Linked DNA regions of Mus musculus: region 1 is linked to region 2. A link is a contact called in public HiChIP or PLAC-seq data. All regions are on one chromosome and are shown on one strand. The core of a region is the stretch at or near the end of the contact, and the rest is flanking DNA. Distances in the headings are between cores, read along the strand shown.

The links. HiChIP or PLAC-seq counts read pairs in DNA pulled down with a chosen protein or histone mark.
Region 1: a contact with region 2 is called in an H3K4me3 HiChIP or PLAC-seq map of the SCID.adh cell line, with 14 read pairs. The contact joins two enhancer-like sites. A contact is called at or near these places in 5 of 484 Hi-C or Micro-C datasets (bone marrow-derived macrophages, epidermal suprabasal cells and extraembryonic endoderm stem cells) and 3 of 115 datasets of contacts at active chromatin or transcription factors (the SCID.adh cell line, bone marrow-derived dendritic cells and bone marrow-derived macrophages).

The regions. Positions count from the first base shown.
Region 1 is chr10:26,697,278-26,703,996 of GRCm38.p6, forward strand. All of the region lies in intron 1 of Gm48893 (a long non-coding RNA gene), which reads left to right. Among named protein-coding and RNA genes, the nearest start is that of Gm48893, 5.3 kb to the left of the region's middle. Within about 2 kb of position 2,799, at least 2 of the 459 cell types and tissues checked have an H3K27ac peak or open chromatin away from gene starts, as enhancers often do. A contact at or near this core is called in the SCID.adh cell line, where this site is marked.
Region 2 is chr10:26,561,130-26,568,202 of GRCm38.p6, forward strand. No RefSeq gene overlaps it. Among named protein-coding and RNA genes, the nearest start is that of Gm30034, 130 kb to the left of the region's middle. Within about 2 kb of position 3,597, at least 97 of the 459 cell types and tissues checked have an H3K27ac peak or open chromatin away from gene starts, as enhancers often do. A contact at or near this core is called in the SCID.adh cell line, where this site is marked.

The sequences.
Region 1 (6,719 bases), core at 1,549-4,048, 140 kb after region 2:
CCTTGAAAAGGGCCAATTAAAGATAATGATGGAAACTTCGAAACACATTGTAACCTCTAGATGAAATGGAATAAGAGGCACAAATTTGAGCACCTTGCTTCAATTGAGAGAGTTGAAACTCCCTGTTTCTAGTTTGTTCTGAAGTAGAAGATTCTAATTAAAGTTTTTTTGTGTGTGCAAAAGAAAAACCCCTTTTTACAGTTTGATTTCCCTGGAGGAGACCTATGCTTTCCTTTTGTTGCTGCGGCTAATCATTATCATCATCATTGTTGTTATAATTGTGGTGGTGGTGGTTTAAATACACAGGTAATATCATGAGCAGCAACCCTACTCTGAGCTCTCTGCTTACCCATGACCCTACAAAAACTACCTGTAAAGGACAGGGCTCAGATTGACTCTCGCTGAAGATCTCCAAGGTCTCCTCCATTTACAAGTCTCTGTGTAGTTAATACAAGCCGTACCCTTGTCAGAAGCTCCCAATAACCTAAGGTCTTGAGAAAAGAACAGCCACAAGATCAAAACCATCTCCCAGACCCTTTCCTTGGCTGGTTCTTGCTCTCTTTATGGGACTTTTGGAAAGTATGTTTATAAGTCCTTACTGAACAGTAACTGTCTTGAGTATAGTTTGACTTTTCAAGTGCTCTCTTGTTAAAAATCTCATATGCAATCACCTGGAATAGCTTCCTCAAAAGGAAGAAGAGAACAAAGTCATTTGCATATTTGAATGGTCAGGACAGACAGTGCTTCTGGCTCTCCTCTCCTTCACCATCTTTGAATTATGACTCCGGAGGAAGAGGCAAACTATTCAGTTTTGTCTCTGTGCTTCTGTTTTAGGACTGTGAGACCAAGGGTGTATGTGGGGGCGGGGGTCCTCCTCTTTCATTGAGATCCATCTTCACTAGGCACCAATAGTGTGTCTCCAAAACCGTACAGGAAAGAGGGTTTGTATGGTGAGCTAAGCTGTGGAGCACATGCTAGAAATGCTAGAAAACTTCATTTTCTCTTAGTAATTCAATGGGACTAGATAGGTATCGAGTTCTAACACAGCTAAGCACATACCTTCCTTGCTCTTCATTGTATGAGAATGCATTCCTGCCTCTACTACTTTTTAGAAGAACTTAGTATGGTAAAAGAACAAAAGTCTACCATATTTTGAGACGAACTCAGCTAGTGTTTAGCATGAGGATCAAGATTAGCTGTGGCCTGCTCATTCTCAAATCCTGTACTAGGAAATAGCCAAGAAGTTCACTGAAAGTCTTCATGAGTAAGAGTAGTTTTATTTCATTAATGAGGTATCCATCCTTCACCACCCCCCAGCAGATGGTTCCAGTCAGTTTCAAAGAGCTAATCAATTATATTTGTGTAACACACAAGATTTTAGTCCCGGTTCTCAGCTGCTTCATTTTTTATTAAATGAGACTTCTTTTGCTTAGTTTACCCATAGCTTTCATTTTATCAACGTATAAAAGGACAATGGTCTCTGTCCAGGTTGAGAAAAATGTTAACTGGGATCTAGGCAAAAATCCTAAAGTATCCAATTAATTCTAGGATTGATGTACTCGTGTCCAAGTTTGCCAGGGAGTGTACCTTATCCTCAAAAGTGGTGTTAGCTTCAGCCAGGACGTTCAGGTTGCCCCTGCTGGAGATAGTCTGAGAATAAAGGCACAGGGCTGAGCTTTGAGAAAGCCTGGTCCTGCTTCTGTGTGTGCATGGTTTTGGTCAAGTAGGCCAACAAAGGAGGATAGGCATAGGTCATGCCTAGCATCCTTCAAACATCCAGTTCACTCAGAATCTGAATATTTGAACTTTCTTAGAGCCGTAAAGAACTTTAGGCAGGTTTACAGGACCCCACACCTACCCCTATGCATGGCAGGAGCTGGGGTTGATCTGGGAGCAGGGTTAAAATCAGGGAACATATTCCTGTGGTTTTTGCTGCTTTGCTTTCTTTGCCTTTGTTACAGAAATGCTTTGTTACACACACAGAGTGGAGTTCATTGGAGAATATGTGGTCACAATGTGTGTGTCTAAAATAACGAGTGTCAGTAAGCAGGGCTAAGGAGATAGGGACCTTCGTGTGTATGGGCTGAAGATGTAGGAGACCAGGTTAGTCGTGGGCTTTCTGTAGAAACTAAATTTCTATTTTAATTTAAAATTTAAAATTCTTTTGAGAGTTTAGTACCTGATTACTGTGTTTACATAGTTTTTATCCTCCTCTCCACGGAAACTCCTCTTCATATCCCCCACTCCCTCTTTTTATGTATACATATACATACATACCACCTATGGCACCCATCTAGTATTGCTTGTATGTGTTTGTACTTGAGATTTGATAGCCTATCAAGGGAGCTTTTCCCTGAGGGAAAAAATGGAATCTCCCTCACTTGGCAGCCATTGGCTGCCTGTAGTTCATCATCTAGGAGAGGAACCTCGTGAAGTTTCCCCCAGTTGTAGTGGCATGTCACTTGGTGACTACATTCTTCAGGTCTTATTTAGGCAACCATATAGTTAAGATTCCATGGGCGTAGCTCCCTTTTGTATGCAAATAAATGAAACTCGCAGGTAAATGCATAGAATTAGAAAATACTCTTGAGTGTGGTAACGGAGACCCAGAAGACAAATGCAGCTTGTTCTGTCTTGAGGAACTCGGATCCTGGTCTCTAGACTTGAATAAATAACCTGGAGGAACTGCAGAAGCCAAGAAAGTAGCAAGGAGCCTCAGGGAAGGGGGAGGCGACTGGAATTTTAAAGCAAAGTGGAATTTATTGGAGGATCTGGCATTTGAAAGTGCTGTGGCTGCCACAAGGAATGAGTAAGGGCAGAGTAGGAGGGATAGGAAGCTGTGTGATCAAAACCTATGTGCCATGGGTATGTGAGCATCATGCCTTGACTGGTACTTAAAAATAACAGCAGTTTGTATTTTCAAGCTAGAATGGCTTTTCTTATTTTGTGGATCGAAGCTGTAGTGGTTTGTTTCCAGACATCTAAAATCCAACCTCCTCCATGACAGGATGTTAATTTAAGCTATTCTTCATATTGTATTCCCTGACTTGGGAGTTTTAACCTCCCCAGCCCCCTTTCATTTATTTTTTAGAGTGTGGTCTTGAACTCATGGTTCTTTGAGCTAAGCCTTCCACTCAGTCAGGAGTCTTATTTTTTATAAGCCTTTCAAATGAAAAGGAAGAAAGTTCTTTAGCACTTCCTCAAAGAAAGAGTATCTGTGCAAATAAAGAAAAGCCACACACAAATGCTTCTCCCTTTCATGCTATAAGCTGTGGCTTTGGTTCAATGAACTCTTGAGTCCTGGCTCTGTTAAGCACTGTCCTGTAGTAGTTCCTGCTGACATTTGCATATAAAAGTATCCACAGGCTTAGGTGTGAGCATAATTGTTCCCCAGCTGGTAGCACTGTTTTGGGAGGTTGTGGAACATCTGAGTTTGGAACCTAGCTAGAAGAGGGTTTGAACTCCTCCACATCTGGCCCAGGTCTTTGTTTCCTATTCTGCAAGATCTAAGGAGTCCAAGCCACCATGATCTTATGACCATCAACCACACCATGATAGACTCCACCCTCAGAACCATGAGCCAAAATTAACCCTTCCTCCGTTAAGTTGCTTCTTTTCAGGCTATTGATCACCGTGACAAAAGGAATACAATACCCAAATTGTTGTTCTCTTTAAGATTGGTCTTGGCAGTGTTAGCCTGTTCAATACCACATATCTAGACTACTCTATAAACTACTCAAAAATACATGGTCATTCTTGGCTTATCCTCATTTTCTGTCTCCTTTCCTCTCTTACTATTTTGTGAGTTCTTTCTTGATGTTCCCAATATTGAGCTTTAAGCCACTGTACCTGCTATTTCCTTCAGAATGTGTGTGTGTCTGTATATTCATTCCAGCTAGAATATATAAATAGATAAAAGTTAAATATATATACATTTAATATATATTTATATATACATATATAATATATAGGTCTATATTATATTTTCTATATAAAATATGTAGATTTATATTGTGAATTTATATATGTATATATGACCATATAATATATAGCAAATTATATTATAGTAAATATATAAATAAATTATTAAATATCTACTAAAATATTTATATATTTAATTTAATATAACATTTTATATTTACATTAAATGATATGTTTTCTATATAAATAAATGTATATATTTAACTTTTAGCTGCTTGTAGCATTATTCTACCCATTGATTGATTCATTTCTTGGACAAATGTCATCCTTTTGTGACTATAATGCTTAGCCTCACCATGTCCTCGCTTGTAGGATAATGTGATCAATATTAAAGCATTGTTTCTGGATGCTTAAAGCATTGTCTTTTATCAGACTGCCATCAGTATGGCTTCTCCTTTGATGTTTGACTCTGTGCATATGGATGGACCTAACCGGTATTAATTGCTGAAAAAGTGGCAGGTGGACAAATGACATTGAGCACTTTTTTCTTTAGAGTCCGTCTTTGAACGGCTTCTAGGCTGGGGATGTTTGTGCTTGCCAGAAGGTGCACATTTCTGGGTGTGGTTTGCTCTGGTTTTGTCTGTCTTGAGCTCTGCTGCATCCTTTTTTTAAATTTATGAGTTGGATAAATTATAGCTCTGGGTGAAATCTGGTCTGATAACCTGTTTTTGTAAATAAAGTGCTATCAGAGCAAGCTGTTTTTGTTCACATTCTGCATTGTATAGGGTACGTGAGTGTTTGTGACAGAGGCCATATGACCTGCAAAGGAGAACGTGCTGACCTGGTAGCTAAAGTTTGTTGCCCTTTGCTGTGACCTGAGAAGGAGCTGCAAGCTGAGGTCTGGATAGCAGCAGCAGGCAGCTGCCAGGCCCTTTTATGGAGTGATAATGCTGAGGTCAATGCTACTGTGACTACAAAAGGCTCATGGAAACTCTGAGAGCTTTACTTTAGCAATTATGTAGCTAGCTCCTTCACCTGGAGCTCACCCTTTGTCCTCTAGGGTCCCAAGAATCCTTAACTTACTAGATCTGAGAGATGCTCTACTTTGCGTTTTGAGCCTGTTCTCACCTTGGGGTGCTAGTCTCAGAAGCATTAGTTTAGAACAGTGGCTCTGAGATCTGAGCTGTGTTTCAGAATCACCTGTGGAGTTTAAAACGTTTTCTAAGAATAATCTTAGGCCTCACCTGGAACTTTCCAAATCAGAAGTTCCATGGGGGTCCTGCATTTTAAAGAGAAGGATCCTGGAGCGTTGGTCCACAACCTTCCTAGTGCTGTGACTGTTTAATACAGTTCCTCATATTGTGCTCACCCCCAACCACAAATTATTTTGTTGATACTTCATAGCTATAATTTTGTTACTGTTTACATAATATACATACCTTTGGAAATAAAGGCTGAGAACCACTGTTAAATTTTGGCTGTCTTTCTTTTTGGACTGTCTTTTGATGTGGGCTTTGACTAAGGTACATTTGAGATGTTTTTACTCTAGGTTCAAAGTGTCAGCCTGGTAGAGATTTTTATGACATTCATAGTTTTAGGAACAACTTGAACCTGGGGTGGTGGTTGTAGTGTGGCTGCTGGGTTGAAAGGTATGCTGTGTCCAGTTCCACAAGAAGTCTTGCCATTCATAGTGGATTTTATAAGGATACATCAATGGTTGTCATTCCATGTGTGAAATTTTATTTTCCCCTTTCCTGGGAAGGAAGGAAGCCTTTCTTTTGAAGGGGGCATTGGCTGGCTCCCAATTGCCACTCTCTCGTGGGGCTCACGACACCAATGGGCTGCTGGAAGTAGAAACAGCACTTAGGGACTCTTTCCTGGTTCTTCCTACACTGCTAAGAGAAGGACGCGCCCATTCGCTAGATAGTTAGAGGCCCTGAGCTCTGGATGCATTTTTGCTTGGAGATTACTTTCCTGTCCCTACCACAGAATCGACACACTCTATCACTCCCTTTTTAGAATAAGAAAAAAATAAAAAGATCCTTAAATGTTTCTTTCTGTGTGTGTATGTGAGGTTCACATATCCGTGCAGACGTGTAAGCACACGTGTGCCAGCCAGATGCGGATTTATCTTCTTTCTAAAGCAGCTGCTCCCGGTGAAACTGGAGTTCACTATTTTGACTAGGTTGTCTGGGAGATAATCCACCAGGATCTTCCTCTTCGATAACTCCCCCCTGCTCCCTCCCTGAGCTAGATGGTGTCACGCAGTCCGTACACGGTTTCTGTGAATCCAAATTCAGGTGCTCATGTTTATGAAGCACGTTACCCACTGAGTCATCTCCCCAGTCCTCGTTTTAATTTTTTTTTGTTGTTGCTATTTATAATGCTTTGAAGTAGACTATTAATGCCAGAAAACAAATAAGGAAAAACGATAACGAAAAAGGAAATGTAGATGTACCAGCTCATTGGTGCTTTGGTAGCCATCATAGTGACCCAAATAGAAGCACACACAAAACTCCTAAGTTTTGTTTATAAGGAACAATCATTTCTGCCATGCTTGAACTTATATGCTGTTTTTTTCTCTCTCAAAAGTATAGGAATAATTACTGAAATATTAGTTTATAGATCACCAAACCCATCCAACTAAGTAACTACCAACTCCCTAAGGTATACAATTCTATATTATGACTCATAGTTACTGATGTGTAGGGATATAAGCTTGACAGATGTCTGAACAAAAACAATGATCTCGAGATTGGATGGGTTTGCATATTAAAGGCATTTGGATTAATTCAGGT
Region 2 (7,073 bases), core at 2,347-4,846:
GCCACTCTTCATGGCTCCATGCCTTGAAATGCTGCCAGTCCATCAGTACATACTGAAAACTAAAGGACTAGCTCACTTATTGTAAAATGTTTATTTGGGCTTTTAAAAATATTTATTTGGTCACAGGATACTCTAAGCACTTGTTATCTGTTTGAGTTATAAAAGTGAAGAGATTGGGTCAGATACTTCAGTTGCCTTTTTAGCATCGATGATCTAGTGAGTGTTCAGACGTTCATACGTACAAACAGGTAACCAACAATAATGCCCACAGCTGACATGGGCCATGATCAGGCTACATTAACAATACTGTTAAGAAGACTGAGAAGGTGGGTGAGGAGGGTTAGAGAGGAGATTAGAACACTCTCTGGGGTGGATGATCCGCAAGCTGAGACCAAAGCTTGATGTTTCTTTGCCATTGATGAGATCATTGGTAAAAAGTGGCCACTTAAATTACAAGGAAATCTGGGCACTTACTGCTCCAGGGGCCATACCTTTTCTCTCTCCGACAGGACACAAGTCATAAATCTCACAAAAATAGTAAGATTGTGTTTATTTTTAAAGCTGAACTCTAGGAAGGTAAGTGATTAATTAATTACTCAGGTCAAACATGGAAGGAAAGAAATGAGTCAGTGTAAGAATAAAAGTTTTCAGGCAGCATTGAAAATGGTACGTTTGGTTTTACCGTGGCTCTACTTTATGAGAGTGTTGCTTGTGTATCGCTATAACCAACTTATCTGAGAGAACAATTTAAAGGCCAGGATGTCTTTGGCTCATGATTTCAGAGGGTTTGTTCATGGCTCCTTGGGTCTAGGCTCTTGGGCAGAAAGAACAACATTATGGCAGGAGCAGGGGGTCCATGAGCTTTCTCATTTACTCTATTGCATCCAGAAAGGAGATGGAGGGAACCAGGCAGGTAGGCACATAGACAGACACACAGACAGACAGACACACACATGAGAAAGACCAAGAGAGAGACAACAGAGTGAGAGACAGAGAGACAGAGACAAATACAAAGACAGAGAAAGAGAGATCAGATAACCCAAGGACCAACTTCCTCCATGGGATTCCACTTTATGAAGGTCCCACGAGCCCTCTGTGCTGTATAGTGTTTTGTTGTTGCTGTTGTTTTGTTTTATTTTTTTCCACTTGACACAAGCTGGAGTCATCTGAGAAGTGGGAACCTCAATTGAGAAAATATCTCCATCAAACATTTTCTTGATTAAAGATTGATATAAGAAAGGCCCAACTCACTGTGGACATTACCAACCCTGGGCAGATGTTTCTGGGTTAATTGAATAAGAGACCAAATTGAATAAACGATGAAAACCAAGCCAGTAAGAGTTCCTCTCTGGCTTCTGTTTCAGTTCCGACCTCCAAGTTCCTCCCTTGAGGTCCTCTCCTGGCTTCCATTCATGATGATCTATACTTGGGACGCGTAAGCCAAGCAAACCTTTTCCTCCCTTGTTGCTTTTGGTCTCTATCACAGCAATAGACACCAAGTTGAGACATTCCTCAGAGTAGCTCCACCACCAGATTGGGACCAAAGAAGCAAGTGAGCCAGTGGGCAGGATTCATATTCGAATGTAACAGTGAGACATTCTAGCCTCACTGAATTATATGCTGTATAGAAACAAGAAAAAAACAGGGAGCCAAACAAGAACGTAAATGCAAGAGCCAGCAACACACTCATTACCTGGGGGAAATAAATCATTGTGTCTGAAGAGGTACACGTGTGTTCACTTGTGGTTTTGGCTTTTGCTTTGTAGGAAAGTGCCATAATATGGTGAAATATACAAACCTGATCGCTCAACAAGGGTTTCAGAATTTCTTCTTTGCAAACATCAAGGCCCGTGTCCCCGCAGAGTGGCTTTGATATCTTCTCTAGAGACAGGCCTATGGAAAACACTGCCTTTGTATCTTGGGCACATTCTCAGCGAACCTGCTCACCGGTGGCCCGGCTGTCTGCTCCTGCCAAGCTCTCCTTTTCTGCATATAAAATAATATAACATCTACAGATCAGTTAGAAATCAGAAGGCTGATTTTCAAACATCTCAACTGTTAGGCATGCAGTTAATTTAGTTTGCTCAAGCAATAATGCACACACCTGGCAGCGTTTGTGTTATAAATAGCTCCCCAGTTCATATCACATTCCACTTTGCAACCATCCTTGTTCCTAGCCTGTTGGGCAGGAGGTGGAATGCTGATAATGAACTTGATACCACCAGGAACTGTTCTTTTGAAGTTAGAAACCAACTTGCCATCCAAAAAGAGAGAATTGACTGAGGACCAGGTACAAATGCAACGTAAATTATTGACTCTGATGTTCTTTCATGTGCATTGCAAGTTTAAATTTTGGGTTCAGACTCCCATCTCTGGAAACTTTCTCGCTGTATTCAGTTTATATTCATCACCTCTTTTCAACTGAACACCGAATGCACAGCAAATTGCTCAGGAAATGGTTTTCTTTGGTGATTGTCACCAAAGCCACCACCTCACCATAGATATGAAGGGAGATACACATGAACAAGAATCTGCCTTTTTAATGCATGTGTTTTCTCCTCATTTATCATTTGGCTAATGACCTCATCAATGCTTATAAAGTACGTTGAAGCTGAGCTTGATCCCCTAACATACCAGTTAGTAAAACTTCTGCTTCATCTTACTTGCTACCAGAAACAACCCAAGTCCTTTTGTGTGGCTCAGTATTTGACCAAAGGTATCATCTTGGAAACATGCTACAAGTCAGAACAAATCAAAACCCAATAAATCCATAGAGATAAGCAACCCTGTGTGTGTCTTTAAATGACATTTTAGTTATCTCAATTATTAGTTTATTTGTTTATTTGAATTTCATTTAGTTTGGTGGAAAGAAATGATCAGGAAATAAATTGCCCCTGTCCTGCTCCATCTGTGGGAGCTGAGCATTGGTGGGCAATGTGTTCTTTAAATACATTTAGCTTAAGTCCTTTGGAACGCTGGTTCTTATCTGTGAAGCTTGGTAGTTGCTACACAAGCTGGATTCTATGTCTTCATTAAATTTTAATTAGGCAACTTCTAATCCCGCTCTTTATATTGTAGTACAGCTTATAAAAGTGAAGTTATGTGATAGAGTTGTGCCTACCAAAGTCCTTCAGATGATGTCTCCAATGCTGTTAGTTCAGTTAGATCCCAAATGCATCTTGCTGAGTGTCCCTTTCTGCTTGCCTTCCAAATTCACGAAAATTTCAGGAAAATTTAATCCGTATGTTTCTGTTTCATTCATTCTTAACTCATCATATCGTTGGTTTCGAAAAACAATTTCAGATCCAAGAAACCTAAGGATCGTTAAAAAAATACTTGTAATCTGGTTCTGGCCACATTTTTCTTCGATTGATGCATATGCAATGTACAGTGTTAAGTATTAGAGATTACTTCACCACTCCCCACCCCCACTCCACTTTAACTTCAAAATATACTGGTAACAGGGAACTTCCAACGGCAATCAAATGTGAAATGACTGTGCATTTCTGCCAGCAGCTGCCTTGCCAAGCCCGGGCTGACTCGATCAGCGTGAGCCCGTGGAACAAAGCCAGCTGCTTCGCCTCTTAATCGACTTCAGTGTTCTCGGAGTCTCATATAAACTTTCTTCACTGACTCACCATTTAAAAACTCAAGTCGCCTACAAGGATACAAACCTGTCATCTGGTAAAAAGTGCAAGCTAAGGCATGTCTGAGCCCTTTTCGAACAATGAAGTATCACGTTTGGCAATTATTTTGTTTGAAAATGGGAACTCCTTTCTTTCAATCTTGTACAATATTGCTTAGTTTGGTTTTTTTTTTTTTCTTTGTCTTTTTAAACATCATTTTGGGGACATCAAATCGCATTACAGGGGACTTTAGAATTCATTTAAAAATAATTACTTCAGATACCTAAGACATTAACACGCAAATAACAAATAGATGTTTATGCATTGGCTCCTGGTTGAAGCAATCTGGTTGGCATTTTCTCAAGAGGATTATTTAAATTTCAAATGGAACAACATCTCATTTTGATTTCTACAAATATGCTAAGGCACAGAAGTAATTTATATGTACATGGAACTCTTCATTTAAGTACCTGGGTACTTGAGGATAATTAAAATACAAAGTACTCTTATTAACTTTCCCTTTTAAGTTTCCACCCTTTTGCTTCTTCCTTGAGAATAAGAGGGGGTTTCGAGAATGGATTGTCAAGAACCTAGGACTCCTTTTACACACACACACAGACACACACACACACACACACACACACACACACCGTTATTGAATTCAGGGCTGTAGTCCCCTTTTGTAACTCTTTTCCTTGCATCCTTGGGAACTGATGCTCCAGTCTCCCCTTACACACCCATTTTCAGTCTCCCCTTACACACCCATTTTCAGTCTCCCCTTACACACCCATTTTCAGTCTTCCCTTACACACCCATTTTCAGTCTCCCCTTACACACCCATTTTCAGTCTCCCTTTACACACCTGTTTTCAGTCTCTCCTTACACACACATTTTCTTTTCAGAGTGTCTTTTTTTCCTAAACCTTCATCTCATTCATTGCCACAGTCAGAGGCGTTATGCTTATTGACTTGAATGTCCACAGTTTCACTGAGGAAATGAATGCCAGAGTCAAAATGATGCAGTGTTGTAAATCAGAAGGTTCTACACCAGGTTCAGCAGGAGGTGTGGATAATTCCCACTCTTATGTCATTGGTCATCAGTTTCATTACCATCATCCCCCATTGGTTCATTAATGGCTCTCAGAATGTTCCCAGAAATGCAAACATGGGAGTTACTCTAGGCTTACTGACTCAGAAACTGTGAGCTGAAGATCGTTGATCTGTATTTTAACAAGGGTGATTCTAATCTTTAGTCCTGAAACTAAACAGTGTGTGCTGTGTGTGTATGAGTGTGTTTGTGTGTGTTTGTTTGTTTGTGTGTGTGTGTGTGTGTGTGTGTGTGTGTGTGTGCATGTGGAAGCCAGAGGTCGACATCAGGACCGTCTTCAGTGGCTCACCACCTGAATTGTTGGGATCTCTCACTAAACCTGAAACTCATTGGTCTAACTCACTTGTGAGCAAACCCTAGAGATCTTGTCTCTGCTTCCCAGCACTGGGATGACAGGTATGTGTGGCATGCCTGGCTTTTGACAAGGGAGATGGGATGTGAGCTCAGGTCTTCATGTTTGCACAGCAAGTACTTTATCGGCTTGGCAATCTCTGCCTAACCCTACCATCTCACCTCCCTTCTGTTGCTGTTGTCATTGTGAGCGATGCCGTCTCATGCTCTAGGCTGACCTCAAAGTCGTAGTTCAGGATGGCTTTGAGCTTCTGACCCTGCTACGTTCTACCTCCCAAGGGCTGGGATTGCAGCCCCTGAACCACCTTTCCTGTGACGTTAATGTAATTACAAAATCATGAAGTCACACTCCCCCTTTTGTATGTCCACCATGACGACACCTGCCCATTCTGTCATAGAAATGTTCTTAAAAACCTCTCATTAACCAAAATTCCAAGAGATGTCCTTTTTGTTCCTATTAAAATATTTTTCTCACTTGCAGATGTCTATTTGCCCTAGAACAGTGGCCTTTTATTTTGAACCCGAATCCAACATTCCTGTGTGAGCAAGGGGCCTTCATCATGTAGCATCTCACCTGTTGTTCAGCAGTATCCCTCTTTAACAAGCAGCTCACATAGCCTCCCTTCTTCTTCTTATCCACAATGCCTTCCTTTTTCTCCTCATCACTCTTTAATCTCTTTCTATTGGAAAACTCAACCCATGTTCCTCAAATTAGGGTTCTAACTTATTAATACTTATTCTTACTCTAAGACAACCATATTACATTTGCTCCAACCTATTTCCTTTCTCTCCTGGCATTATTTCAGGTATGTATAGTATAAGTGCTTTTCTTTAGCCTCTTAATGTTTGTCTGCACAGAACTATCCCTTATTGTGATTATATTTCAGGACCCAATTTACTGATTAAAAAATCTAAATTAGTGAAATCAATGCTTGTCTATGTGTATATGTCTGCAGACATATACCTTCTCTTTATTGTAGGAAAGTCCATTAAAGCTATGAACAGAAAAAACAAACAAAACACCAACATTGTTATTTCCCTGGCTTCTTGAAATAAAACAATCTATTTATTTTTAACACACACCATACATATATGCACTTGATGTAGCAATGTCCTGCATTTTTGTCTTAATTTTTAAAAGGCAATGAATAATAGATGTGCAGAAGTCCTAGAAATGGGACACAGTTTAGGGAGAATCAGTGAAAGTAACAATACCCAGCCAGGCTTCAGAGGCAGAGCCAGCTAGAAGGGACAACAAACATGAGCTGGAATCTGTTCAACCCTGGCAGAAGAACACGGGGATTTTACAATTTTGTTTCTTTTGGGTAATGTTACGTTGTTAGAGCAATGTTTTTATCCTCACCACATCATTTAAGATTGTGTATGGAATATAAAGGGAAAAACTTTTGGCAAATTTAATTTAGCCCAATTTACTTGAGCAAAGATTTATGAAGTGGGCCGTTCTCAGAAGCAGGGGAGATTCGGGGGACTCCACCCAGCACTGTAAGCAGGCAATATTCGCAGATGGGAGAAGACAGTACAAAACCAAATCAGCTTGATTGGCTGCATGGGCTCTGCCTTCTTTTGCAATGGTGTGATGAGACATTTGCCTTATATGGGCATGGTCTGATCAGTTGGTTACCTGTGATTGGCTGAAGTTCAGCCCTGGTTTCGAGCTAAGCCTCAGCTACTTGTTTCAGGACTATGGTGTTACTTACTACCCTGAAGCTTACTCTCATACCAACTTAGATGGCAGCTCACTAGGAACAGAAGCAGCTTCAGGGAAAACTGAAGTGAACGGTTAGATCTTCAAACATCTGCAGATTCTTATGACTAAATCCATACTGGTCCACAATTCCATATCAGTGATTTAAAATCTGAAAGTTGTAGGAATTACTTTTATAGCCCTTCCTTAAGTGCCAGTATATTACCTGATCCTAACTACTTTGTTAGGAAAACTAAATTAAGATAAATATTTACAGCCTTTAT